Linked DNA regions of Mus musculus: region 2 is linked to region 1. The links are chromatin contacts, called in public HiChIP or PLAC-seq maps. All regions are on one chromosome and are shown on one strand. The core of a region is the stretch at or near the end of the contact, and the rest is flanking DNA. Distances in the headings are between cores, read along the strand shown. Region 1 overlaps Gm49890 (predicted gene, 49890). Region 2 has its middle 160 kb from the start of Dmrta1.

Region 1 (5,702 bases), core at 508-3,007:
TGTTTAATAGACTTTTTTTTGGAGGTGGGGTGGGCCTTCTGGAAACTTTTCTTTTACATCATATTAGGTCTTTATTTTATACGTAGGTATTGCCTTCATGGTTGATGTGAGAGAGAGCAAGAAGCCTGAAAGCTAGAAGAGCCTAGAAGGCTCTTGAAGTTTTATAAATTCTGAAGAGTACATAGTAGTGACTAAATCCTTGACGGACAGTGTGGACTCGGCTTGTTTTAAATAGGTTATTATAGGACGAAAGCTATGAGACATCTACTATTTGAATATCTTTATAAAAATGGAAGTGGAAAAAAATGGAGAACAAGAAATGTGTATCATTTTCCCCTCATTTTGAAATCATTTTTCTTGATTTGCCCCAGAACTGAAGCTATATTAAATACCGTTGTTAACTATTTAGGGTACTTATAGAACATTAATTGATTTGTTTTAACAATAATTTTCTTCAGTGATAGGTTTTTGTTAAATGTGTTTTGCTGGGAATATTGACGCCTTGAGATTAGAAAACATTAAATTCTTCGTAATTGCCACAATTGCATTACTTGTGTCTAAGTATTTTTATCATTTGAACATTGTGGGGGCTCTTAACTTTAAACGTAAAAAGGCGAAAATGTAACCTCTGATTACTAACATTTAAGGGATAAAATATAGTATTAAAAGACAATATGGAATTTGAAGGCATTTTAGGATAGATAATTCTCTAATCATAAACAAGAAAGGGCTAGTAATAATGCTTTAAAACATCTTCTTGATATATTTAATAACTAGTTGCTTAAAAAGTAACCCCCAAATGTCTCAAAAGTTTTAATGAGTGATAAATTTTGTTATTACATAGTTCTGCAATGTAGGGAAAAAAAAACTTTTGTTGAATCTAGAATAGATGCAGCTTAAGTAAAAGAAATGGTGAAATTTGATCTTTGCATTTTGAGCTACATTTTCACTGGGGGCTTTTAAACAATGACAGTAAATTGTATAGAAAGTAGATCAGTTATTTAATCTGTACATGTAAGTACCCTAATGTGCTTGCTTCATTTGTAGAGTCTCCGGCTGTCTTTCACTCCAGGCTTAAAAAAACAAAACAACAACAACAAAAAAAAAAACAAACAAACTTGGGAGGAGGTTGGAGATGATGGAGGAAGCTTTCCATTGCACATGGGTGTGGGGGAAATCTGTGTTGACTTCAGGAGTAAGGAGGTTAAAAGGTAGAGTGTAGGGTCAAGATTTACTTGTAGATTCATTCTCTAGGACCTTCTGCTTTTCCTGGGATTAACATTTTAAGCAATATACAGTTATTGCATGCATGACAGCAGAGGGGGGAAAGTCCTCTTCCAATAACCTTGAAACCCTGATTCTGGCTTTATCAAGTATGTTCTGTTTCGTATTTTCTAGCCGATCCTAGCTACTGAGCACTTGAAGCCAACTTGCAGATTACAGAGAATTCGCTAGGTGATTTCTATTTTCAGAGAAATACTCTTTTGAGACACCATTATTTTAATATCCCAAATAGCACCAATCTTCTGAGCAAAACAATAATTGTCCTAGTAATTTAAAACTACACTTTTAGCAGGGAAAATGCAATGTACATGACTGCCAATGCTCATACTATGATCTTCTTTGGTCCACTTCCATTTCTTGCTTTGTGATGTCTCTGACACATCATTCTGATGCAAGAAACTTGAGGCGGGGGAAGCGGGGGTGGGGAGCGTTCAGAAAACAAGCAATGCGTGTTGATCCTCTTTCTGCTGTATAAGCCTGAGTCTTCGTGACACAGATCCACAAGTCTGAGAGTCTTCACCCCACTCCCCTTTACTGAGTCTGAGAGAAGACAGGACAGACAAGAGTCAGCTCTGCCATTTGCAAAGCGGAAGCTTGTGCTCCACAGCAGATCCAGTCCGTGGTCTAACTCAGTTTTACTTCCTTGCCAGGGGCATAACAACTGGAGTTAAAAGACTTATACCCAGATGGGGAAATTAGTGCCATTTGTGTATAGGCTGTAGCCTTATTGAAGCTGCTTTCAAAGTAATTGGGACGAAATCAAGACATAGTATGATTTAATTATAAGTCCTCTAGGGTGGGTAGTGGGTAGGAGTCTGTGGCTCAGAATATATTTAGGCTTTTCACTTATGTTGAGTTTTTTTACAGTTTGCATTGTAGTTGTTCGTGCGTGCTCATGTGTGTGTGTGTGTGTGTGTGTGTGTGTGTGTGTATGTGTGAGAGAGAGAGAGGGAGAGAGAGAGAGATTTACTTATGCTTATATAATTTGGAAGATGGGAAAGGTATAAAGTAGTGAATTTTAGCTATTAAATTGGTTTAAGTTTTCTGCTGAGGTTATTCTTTGATGGACTGTCTTCATTGTGTTTTAAGTTGATGCCCTTTGGAAGTAATTCTGATCTCGAACCGGGATGGCGGTGGTGGGAGAAACCTACTGTGTCTAAAAGCCATTCTAACCTGACAATTGAAACCTTCCTTTAGTTATCTCTGACAATTTCAGGTAGACTTTGACCATGTTAATAAGCTGAATGTGTGTTGCATAACTTAAGAGAATTCAGCCCTGAAAGTCGTGCTCCACAACTTGTGGGCTGAGTGATTTTTTTCTCTCTCTCTGATTTAAGTATAGCATGCAATGTCTAGTCGAGACCAATATTTCTATACGTCTCTGTTAAAAATTGTTTAGAATCTAGTGTTTTAATACAGGCAAGGGACTGATAGCCCAGAATCCAACTCATGAGAGCTACTACCTAACACAGTCTGAGATTGCTAAATTATAGTGTGCTATAGATATAGTCCTCTTCACAGAGTTGCTATTGAGTCACCTGTGGAGATTGTTAACTGTTTCCTGACTTAAGCCTGGCTGTTTAGTGATCATCACAACGCCAGTGATCAAATTCTTTTGTGAGTCTTAAATAACAACAGTGACTTTGCTCTGTACCTACAAAGCCCTGGGTTCAATCCCCATCACCGAAATAAAGCAAAACCAGATTAAAAGTGTGAGTGTCTGGACAGATGGGAGTCTGACTCCTTCGGCTCTACAGGTGAGTGGAGCCTTTTAAATGAGGAGTAGCTTTAGACCAGAACTTTCATGTTTCTGCCGGTCATTCTGTTGCCTGGTGAGTCCTGTCCTGTCCTGTTCTGTGCCATAACTCAAAACTAACTGACCGGCTTCCTTCTCTCTCTCTCTCTCTCTCTCTCTCTCTCTCTCTCTCTCTCTCTCTCTCTCTCTCTCTCTCTCTCAAATGGATAGAGTGTGGAATCTAATTAAACTTAAAAAATATTTTTTTTTAAAGTGAAGTCAGATTTCATCCTGACTTCAGTAACTCTGAAACACCTCTCGGTACCCAGTCATCTCCAGTGGCAGACTAAAGCCCTCGGGGGCTTCAGAGATAGGATTAAGATGAGGTTTTATGTGCAAGCAAAGAAAAAGGTTGGATTTTATTTCAAAGTAACAGATAAGTAGATATACCTAGATTGATGTGTGATGGCTAGCTTCTATTTGCTTTTAGTAATTGAGCAGTCACAGTTTTATAACACTTTAACTCCTGGAGACAAATTTTTAGTTTTATATAAAAGGAAAATTTCACTTAAGTCCTCTTGATCTTATTAAATATTGAGTCAAATTAGCTCAGAGATGCTTGCTTTTTGTGATTTATCACTTTCAACCACCAGTAGCTGAGAATATTTTGATGAAAAAGAGAAATAAATGAAGATAAAATGAGGAAAATGTAAAGTAAAGACCAGTCAGATTAATTTTTGAAGCACTAAATCTTTAATATGATTTTTCCTGTTTGGGGGTTTTCAAGTCCTGGTGAAATGCCCATGTATTTGAAGTAATGACAAAGAGGATGAATTTGAAAGCTCTACTTTCCTTTATTGATAAATGTATTTGATAATTTTTCAAAGCTGATGTCCAGAATTTTGTTTTACTTAACAATTGATCAAAACAATAAATAAAAATGGAAAAGTAAGTCTCAGTTAAGGAACAAATTCATTTAAAGCCAGTCTTTGTTTTGAAGAATTCATTTTACCAATTACAAGTGTTCGTAGGTTTTTTTTTCCCCTGAAATTTACTAAATTAGAAGCGGTAAGAAAACTGTGTATTTAGAAATAACTGGCGGATTGACAAGCTTTAGCACTAATTAGTGAAGCTAAAAATAATGTGTGCTGGACATATTAAAATATAAAAACAGCTTGTCATTGTTATTCACTTGTAGTTCAGAACCCATCTCATTAACACGGATACAGAACTGCCTTCTTGGACCAGAGAATCAATATCACCCAGAGCTTTTTGTCAAAATCAAATAAAATATGTGTCTCACCTGTCTTGTTGGCAGAGCAGTACTGACTGTAGAGTTGTCTTCATCTTCTGATGGTTTTCTGTGCCCCATGCTTTGTGTGTACTATGGGAGACCTTCTCCACAGTTCTCGTGATTTAGCTGCCGTGATCGTTTTTATTTTACAGACTGGAAAACTGGCCTGGAAAGATTAAAGATTTCAGAAATCTCCTAAACGGTGCAGTCTGTGTGTTTCCTATCTCACCTCTGCTTTTAATTTGCTGTATATAATGATATTTAAGCAGATTATTTGTTATTTTTTTAAGTTGGTTTGAGAGTCATTATATTGTAGTGTGTGTGTTCTTTCTTAAATTTTAGAATTGGTTCAAGCCTCAAGTCCACATCCATAAAGGTATAGGAGATAGACAGACTATTACTATAAGTAAAGTAATAGCTTAGGACCCACATGTAAAGTGGTGGGTTAGGGAATCAAGTTTAGATGGATTCTAAATTGTCTCTGGTGGTCATTCCATGAAAAACACACAGAACAATTTTCTCCTGAACCTTGAATAAAAGGATAACTTTATTTTTATTTTTTTGATACTTTGAAAGTTCTAATGTCTGTGTGGGTAATAGTATAGTAGCAGGCTGGCTCAGTGTATAAAGGTGCCTGTCACAGCTGATGTTCTCAGTTCTGTCCCAGAACTCATATGGTGGAAAGAACCAACTGACTCCTGCAAGCTGTCCTTTGTCACATGTGTGTCATGGCGTATGTGTGTTAACATACAACATACCCTGACTTTCCAGGCTCAGCACGACTTGAATTTAAGTTCTCAACTATGTCTTCTTGACAAGTTAGTTTGTATTTTATGATAGGTAAAGGTCTTGTACAAACATAAAGACCCCCTTCAAAGCTAACATGTTGTTGTCTGAAAACCAGTGTGGGAGATGTGGTAAAAAGCAGAAACATCTGACCAAAGAGTGGACAGAGTTTGAAGGTTAAATAAAGCAATAATAACATTATGGAGGAGAGCTTTAATATGGATGAATATTAAAAATATTCATTTGTAGAGAGAGATCAAATTAAGTTCAAAGGTCAAAACAAAAAAAGTGAAAAAATGGAGATTTTAAATTAAAAATATAAATGTAGTATATAAATTTCATATTGTACAAATGACATTTAGACAGCAAAAATATTAGAGCTTTAGGGTTTTTCATTGAGTACCTTTTGGTATTCATTGGATCATAGTGAATATATTCCAGGAAAGCAAAATTTCTGAGAGCTTGAGAGCTTGGTTATAGGGAAAAAACATCCCAAGGACAACCAAACCCTACACAAAAGAATATAAAGTAATTTGCAAATGGGAAGACATTGTCTTTGCCTGTGGAAATTAGGGGGTACACAAAAACTTGTAGCACTGAAAT
Region 2 (5,152 bases), core at 1,442-3,941, 590 kb before region 1:
CCAAGTGTGGCTTGAGAAGAATCTGGAGACACAGGTAGAGAGGTGCTTAGCCAAGTCCTCGAGGCCATGTTAAAGTGTTTGGGGCTTGTGTTAAATGCAGCAAGAACCTCAACCAAATGTATGCCAAGTGCAAAGCAAACAGAAACCAGCTTTCCTGGCACACATTCTCGAACCTACGGCTGCCATGGATTTTACCACAAAACAAAGTACCATATTACAAACTGCCTGTTCAGAATTAATTCTTTTGTGAGTTACTCCGATCATAAAGAACAGGGATCCAGGCTGGATATGAAATGCAAAAGAGAATCTTAGCTATGCAACTCAGTGGGGATGGATCAGGGTGCTACTCACAGAGTTCTGTTTGAGGTAGTGAACACTTCTGTCCAGAAGGCAAGCACAGGGACGGTTATACTCCAGGGGGAAGCCACTGAACATGGGCTTTGCACAGTTTAGTGTCTGCTGGACGTTGTCCAGGTTGTCTCCAGTGTTCCTGTCGGCTCCCCAGCTAATTAGAGTCACCTCTATTGACAGATGTGGCAAAGGTCACTGCTCTGGGGACTTGGCTGAGGAGGGAGCATTTCACTGTCCTCGAGTGTGAAGACAAATAAGACATTACCCTAAAAGGTTCAAGCTCAAAGGGAATGCAGAGGTCAAAGATTCCCTGGACGTCTTGCACTCAGGTTCAAAAGCACCAACTGGACTGGATAGCAATAGCTCTGGAACCCAAGCCTGAAGGACTGATTGATTGGGAATAGGCATGGACGTGGTATGACGGGGCAGCCCAAGCCAAGCCAAAGCCAATATACGGTGACAAATATACACCCATCTATACACAAGGAATACACATGCAAAGACGCTTTAAAGATAACTTACCTCATGGGTGAGCCCCATCTGTGCTATCACCAAAGACCCAACATGGCTTCAATGATAGTCCCATCTAATGGTCACACAGATGGCCCTGACGAGCCAAATGGGTCACAGAACAAAACCAAATGTCAGAAATCTGTGAAACAGGGAAAATAGAGAGGAATAAAAGAGATGATGGGGGAGAGGGGTTGTAAAAGGGAGCTGGAGTAACCATAATGCACTGTATAGATTATGTAATTGTCAAAGAACTAACTTATTTAAAAGATACATTCTGTACATACATAAGCTTGTCAAGGGAAAAAAATATGGTTTAAAGATGCAGAGATCCACAGCAAAGCATTACAAGGGACTCAGTGAATCCAAAGGAAAAAGAAGAAGAGGAAAGATTGTAGGAGCCAGAAAGGTCAAGGACACCACCAGAAAACCCACAGAATCAACAAATGAACTCCTAAGGGCTCACTGAGACTGAAGCGGCAGTCAGGGAGCCTGCGTGGGTCTAACCTCTGCATATATGATAGTTATGTAACTTAGTGTTCTTGTAGAACTCCTAACAGAGGAAGTTGGGGCTGTTTCTGAAGCTCTTGCCTGCCTTTGAGACCCTTGTCCTTCGACTGGTTCACCTTGTCCACCCTTAATAGGAGGAGAGGTAGGTACCTAGCCTTACTGAAACTTGATATGCCACGGTTAATTGCTATCCCAGAGAGCCCGTCCATTTTCTGAAGGGAAACTGAGTAGTAGTGGTTGGGGAGGGAGGAGAGACTGGGAAGAGAGAAGAGAGGGAAAATACTGTGGTTGGGATATGAAAGAATAAATTGATTTAAAAAAATAAATAAAAGTATTGTTTAAGAAAATTACATTCTAGATTACATAAAGTGAATTTTAAACGAAATGAATTAACCTTAAATTTTATTTATTTTTACACGAATTGCATCACACTAAATTTTCTCTTATTTGAAAGAGCCGGCATAAAGAGTTACCAACTCAAACCAGGGGTTAGAAAACTATAACCTGGGCTGGTGAGATGGCTCAGTGGGTAAGAGCACCTGACTGCTCTTCCAAAGGTCAGAAGTTCAAATCCCAGCAACCACATGGTGGCTCACAACCATCTTTAACGAGATCTGACTGGAGTGTCTGAGGACAGCTACAGTGTACTTACATATAATAAATAAATAAATAAATCTTTTAAAAAATGTTAAAAAAAAAAAAGAAAAAGAAAAGAAAACTACAGCCTATGGTTAAATCTTGGGCTCAGCCTATTTTTGAAAATCGATTTTTACTGGAAGGTGGAAAATATGAAAACCTCTCAAAAATGATAACTTGTATTCTCCATTAGCTGAATTTTCAGCAATGGACAACTATTGTTTATACATTTATTTTAGAGACATTTATTACTAACACCTTGTAGTCCCAGAAAACAATAAGAGCAATGTACAGCGTAGTCAATCATTATAAAGCAGGGGGGAAAAAAGACTCTTTCTATTACCATAGAGTTCTTATGTCTGAGTCTCTCTCAAAATGACTCTCAGCTTATCAGTTTAGTTGACCCAGTTGTGGCCACTCTGCAGCCCTTAGAGCTTTCCTTGTGTGGCACAGTGTGTTCCTTACAAGGAATTAAGCCGAGAGAATTCGGTCTAACGGCAGTAAAAGGCAGAAGTGAGAATTTAGCTGACTCTACCACCACGCCGTTTTATCTTGAAGCTTCTGGGAAACTTTAGTTGCTTTGTGAAGGTGTTGTGGAAAAAGAGACAAGTTGCCTCCGGGGTTGCTAACTTCGCCGATTTTCTTTCCGTTTGAAGAACACAACCAACAAACCGCCACTAGGTGTCCTCAACACCAAACTAATCCTCACTTCGGCACTTTCAGAGGCGAACTCGCAGGGACACGGGACTCAGGAGTTCCCCCCGAGGGACAGATCAAAACCCCGTGCACTCAGCACGGCTCTCTGAGTGAAAAGAAGTTCCCGGCAACAGCATCCGAAACTTCGGATCTCAGCTTTTAGTACGGAAAGGCCGGATGGTGGGGTGGAGACCCTCCTACGCTGAACGGGAACAAGAGAGGCCAATTTGAAGCCGCCCTGCCTCGCAGCAACTTCAAATGCGCAGAGAATATGCATTGGGTTCTAACTGCTTTTGTTTTTTGTTTTTAATTTATTTTTTATTATGCTTTTGTTTTCTTTACGGCGTTTGCAAATAAGAAGCCATTGTTCGGCTAAGCCTGTTCATTCGTTTTTTCACGAGAAGACAGTAATATTACTGAGTCCGCAGTCAGAGTCGCCAACTCCATCCCGATTCTCATCCATCCGGACGCTCCTCTGCTTGTCTTTTCCAGTTCTCCCCTCCCTCGCCCCCCATCTTTCCCTCCTCTATTTCTTCTCAACGGTATCTAAATCTACCACCTTTACACACATAGTGCGCTTTCCTGGTTAAAATATGAATATTTACATATTCAGTGGAAATAGGATTTCTTGACTTTGAAAAGTCAATAAAAGGGGAAAGAAAAGGAAGAGGTGCTAGAGATGGCTCAGTTGTTGCGTGCTTACTGCTCTGCAGAGGATCCGGGTCCTGTTTCCAGCACCCACATGGCAGATCACCACTACCTGTAACTCTACTTCCAGGAGAACAAAGGACCTCATCTGTCCTCCATGGGCTCTTGAACATATGCATACACTCAGGCACGTATACATAAAATAACTAAATATTTAAAAATGAATAGGAGGAGGAAAGGGGTGGGGGTGAGAAAGCAAGCAGGTAACTGCCCAAATCGACCCAAAAGTTATGGACCATAAGGTCACATGGTGGGAACCGGTGGGAACCGGGAGCTGCAGAAGGCATTTCCCTTCATCTTTCCTGCCTCCACTCCGGATTCTTTATCATGTTCCAGGAATTTCTAATCTCACCACAGCCAGATGACTCACAGCGGCTGACTGGCTGTCTAGGCTTCTACCTAACACCTGTAAAGATAAACCCTGGTTAAAACAGCACTCATTGCAGGGTGGCCTTTGCAGATGGCCAGGGGGATTTTCAGAGTTGAGTTCAATTTTTCCCCTCAAAGGCTCACAGACCTTGATCTTAATTTCAGACATATTTGTGTCTGACAGCCAGAGGCTAGCTACACACCAGGAATAACCTCCCATGGACCAGACCTGCTGCTTGGGGAGAGGAACACAGGAGTACAGCAATCCTTATTTGGGACCACAAAGGGTTTTGGTTTGCAAGCTACTCAGACCAACCTTCTTCGTACTCACTTCACTGCCCCAGGCTGCCTTTTAGGGGCGTGTCATTTTCTCTCTGATCAATTGAGAGGTTCTTTCTAACTAACGTCTCTCCATGCGAGGCATACAGAAACAGTGGGCCATACGGTCAGATTCAAAATATAAATGTTAAATAGTGTCCTTCCAGGCAAGTGATAAAGAAAATAATCAAGGAGCCATATTTCTGAAGGCTTATATAGGAATAAATCCTTATATAGAGAGATAAATCATACATAAGCAGATAATTATAGGTCAACTCTTATTTATAAGACAATACTTAACATTGAGCTTTTAAAATACCCTTAATCCCTTCCAGGAGTTCTATAAGCATTAGTTAATTTAATGTTTTCAACAAGCTCATAAGGTACATATAATTATAAAACTGATGACCATGGAGGTATAGATTTTTCTTTAAAAATATATATGTATGTATATATACATATTTTTTTCTGTTATAATTAGAACATGGCTCTGAACATGCCAGAGAGCCTGGAAGATCTGTGAATTGAAAAAAAAAAAAAAACTAAAGGAGAACTTGTGTGCGTGTGTGTGTGTGTGTGTGTGTGCGCGCACGCTTGTACACAGGTGACTAAAGTATTTGTATGCTTCTGTGTGGAGGCCAGAGGACACCCTCAGGTCATGCACCTGAGGTACATTTCTCAGGTACCACCCACATTTTCCACCTTTTTAAAAACATAAACAAAGTCTCTCACTGGCCTTGTCAAGGAAGCGAGGCTGAGTCCTAGGAATCTATCTAGACTGTCTCCAACCCCCATCCCCAAGTTTATTTTTAAGTGAGTTCTGGGAGTTCATGCAAGACCTGGTGCTGGCAAAGTGGGAACTTTACAGATTGAGTTCTTCCCTCAACCGTGATTCAAATTCAAAACTGGAAATTAAACCCTTGAAAATAATTCTGAAGTTAAAAATTACCAGTCTGTGTCCAAATAAACAGGCTTGTTGATATCTCTGTGTGTCTATCTCTCCCTTCCTTCCTTTCATTCCATCTTTCTATTTCAGAAGATTATACTTGTTCTA

The links. HiChIP or PLAC-seq counts read pairs in DNA pulled down with a chosen protein or histone mark.
Region 2: a contact with region 1 is called in an H3K27ac HiChIP or PLAC-seq map of the NIH/3T3 cell line, with 5 times the contacts expected there. The contact joins two enhancer-like sites. A contact is called at or near these places in 2 of 15 datasets of contacts at CTCF or cohesin (both in the NIH/3T3 cell line), 10 of 484 Hi-C or Micro-C datasets (the C2C12 cell line, MC3T3-E1-derived osteoblasts, cardiomyocytes and 7 more) and 9 of 115 datasets of contacts at active chromatin or transcription factors (CD8 T cells, the NIH/3T3 cell line, bone marrow-derived dendritic cells and 6 more).

What each region holds. Positions count from the first base shown.
Region 1 is chr4:88,931,591-88,937,292 of GRCm38.p6, reverse strand. The region is part of intron 1 of Gm49890 (predicted gene, 49890); the gene reads left to right. Among named protein-coding and RNA genes, the nearest start is that of Gm49890, 7.6 kb to the left of the region's middle. Within about 2 kb of position 1,757, at least 34 of the 459 cell types and tissues checked have an H3K27ac peak or open chromatin away from gene starts, as enhancers often do. A contact at or near this core is called in the C2C12 cell line, the NIH/3T3 cell line and embryonic fibroblasts, where this site is marked.
Region 2 is chr4:89,522,425-89,527,576 of GRCm38.p6, reverse strand. No RefSeq gene overlaps it. Among named protein-coding and RNA genes, the nearest start is that of Dmrta1, 160 kb to the left of the region's middle. Within about 2 kb of position 2,691, at least 93 of the 459 cell types and tissues checked have an H3K27ac peak or open chromatin away from gene starts, as enhancers often do. A contact at or near this core is called in the C2C12 cell line, the NIH/3T3 cell line and embryonic fibroblasts, where this site is marked.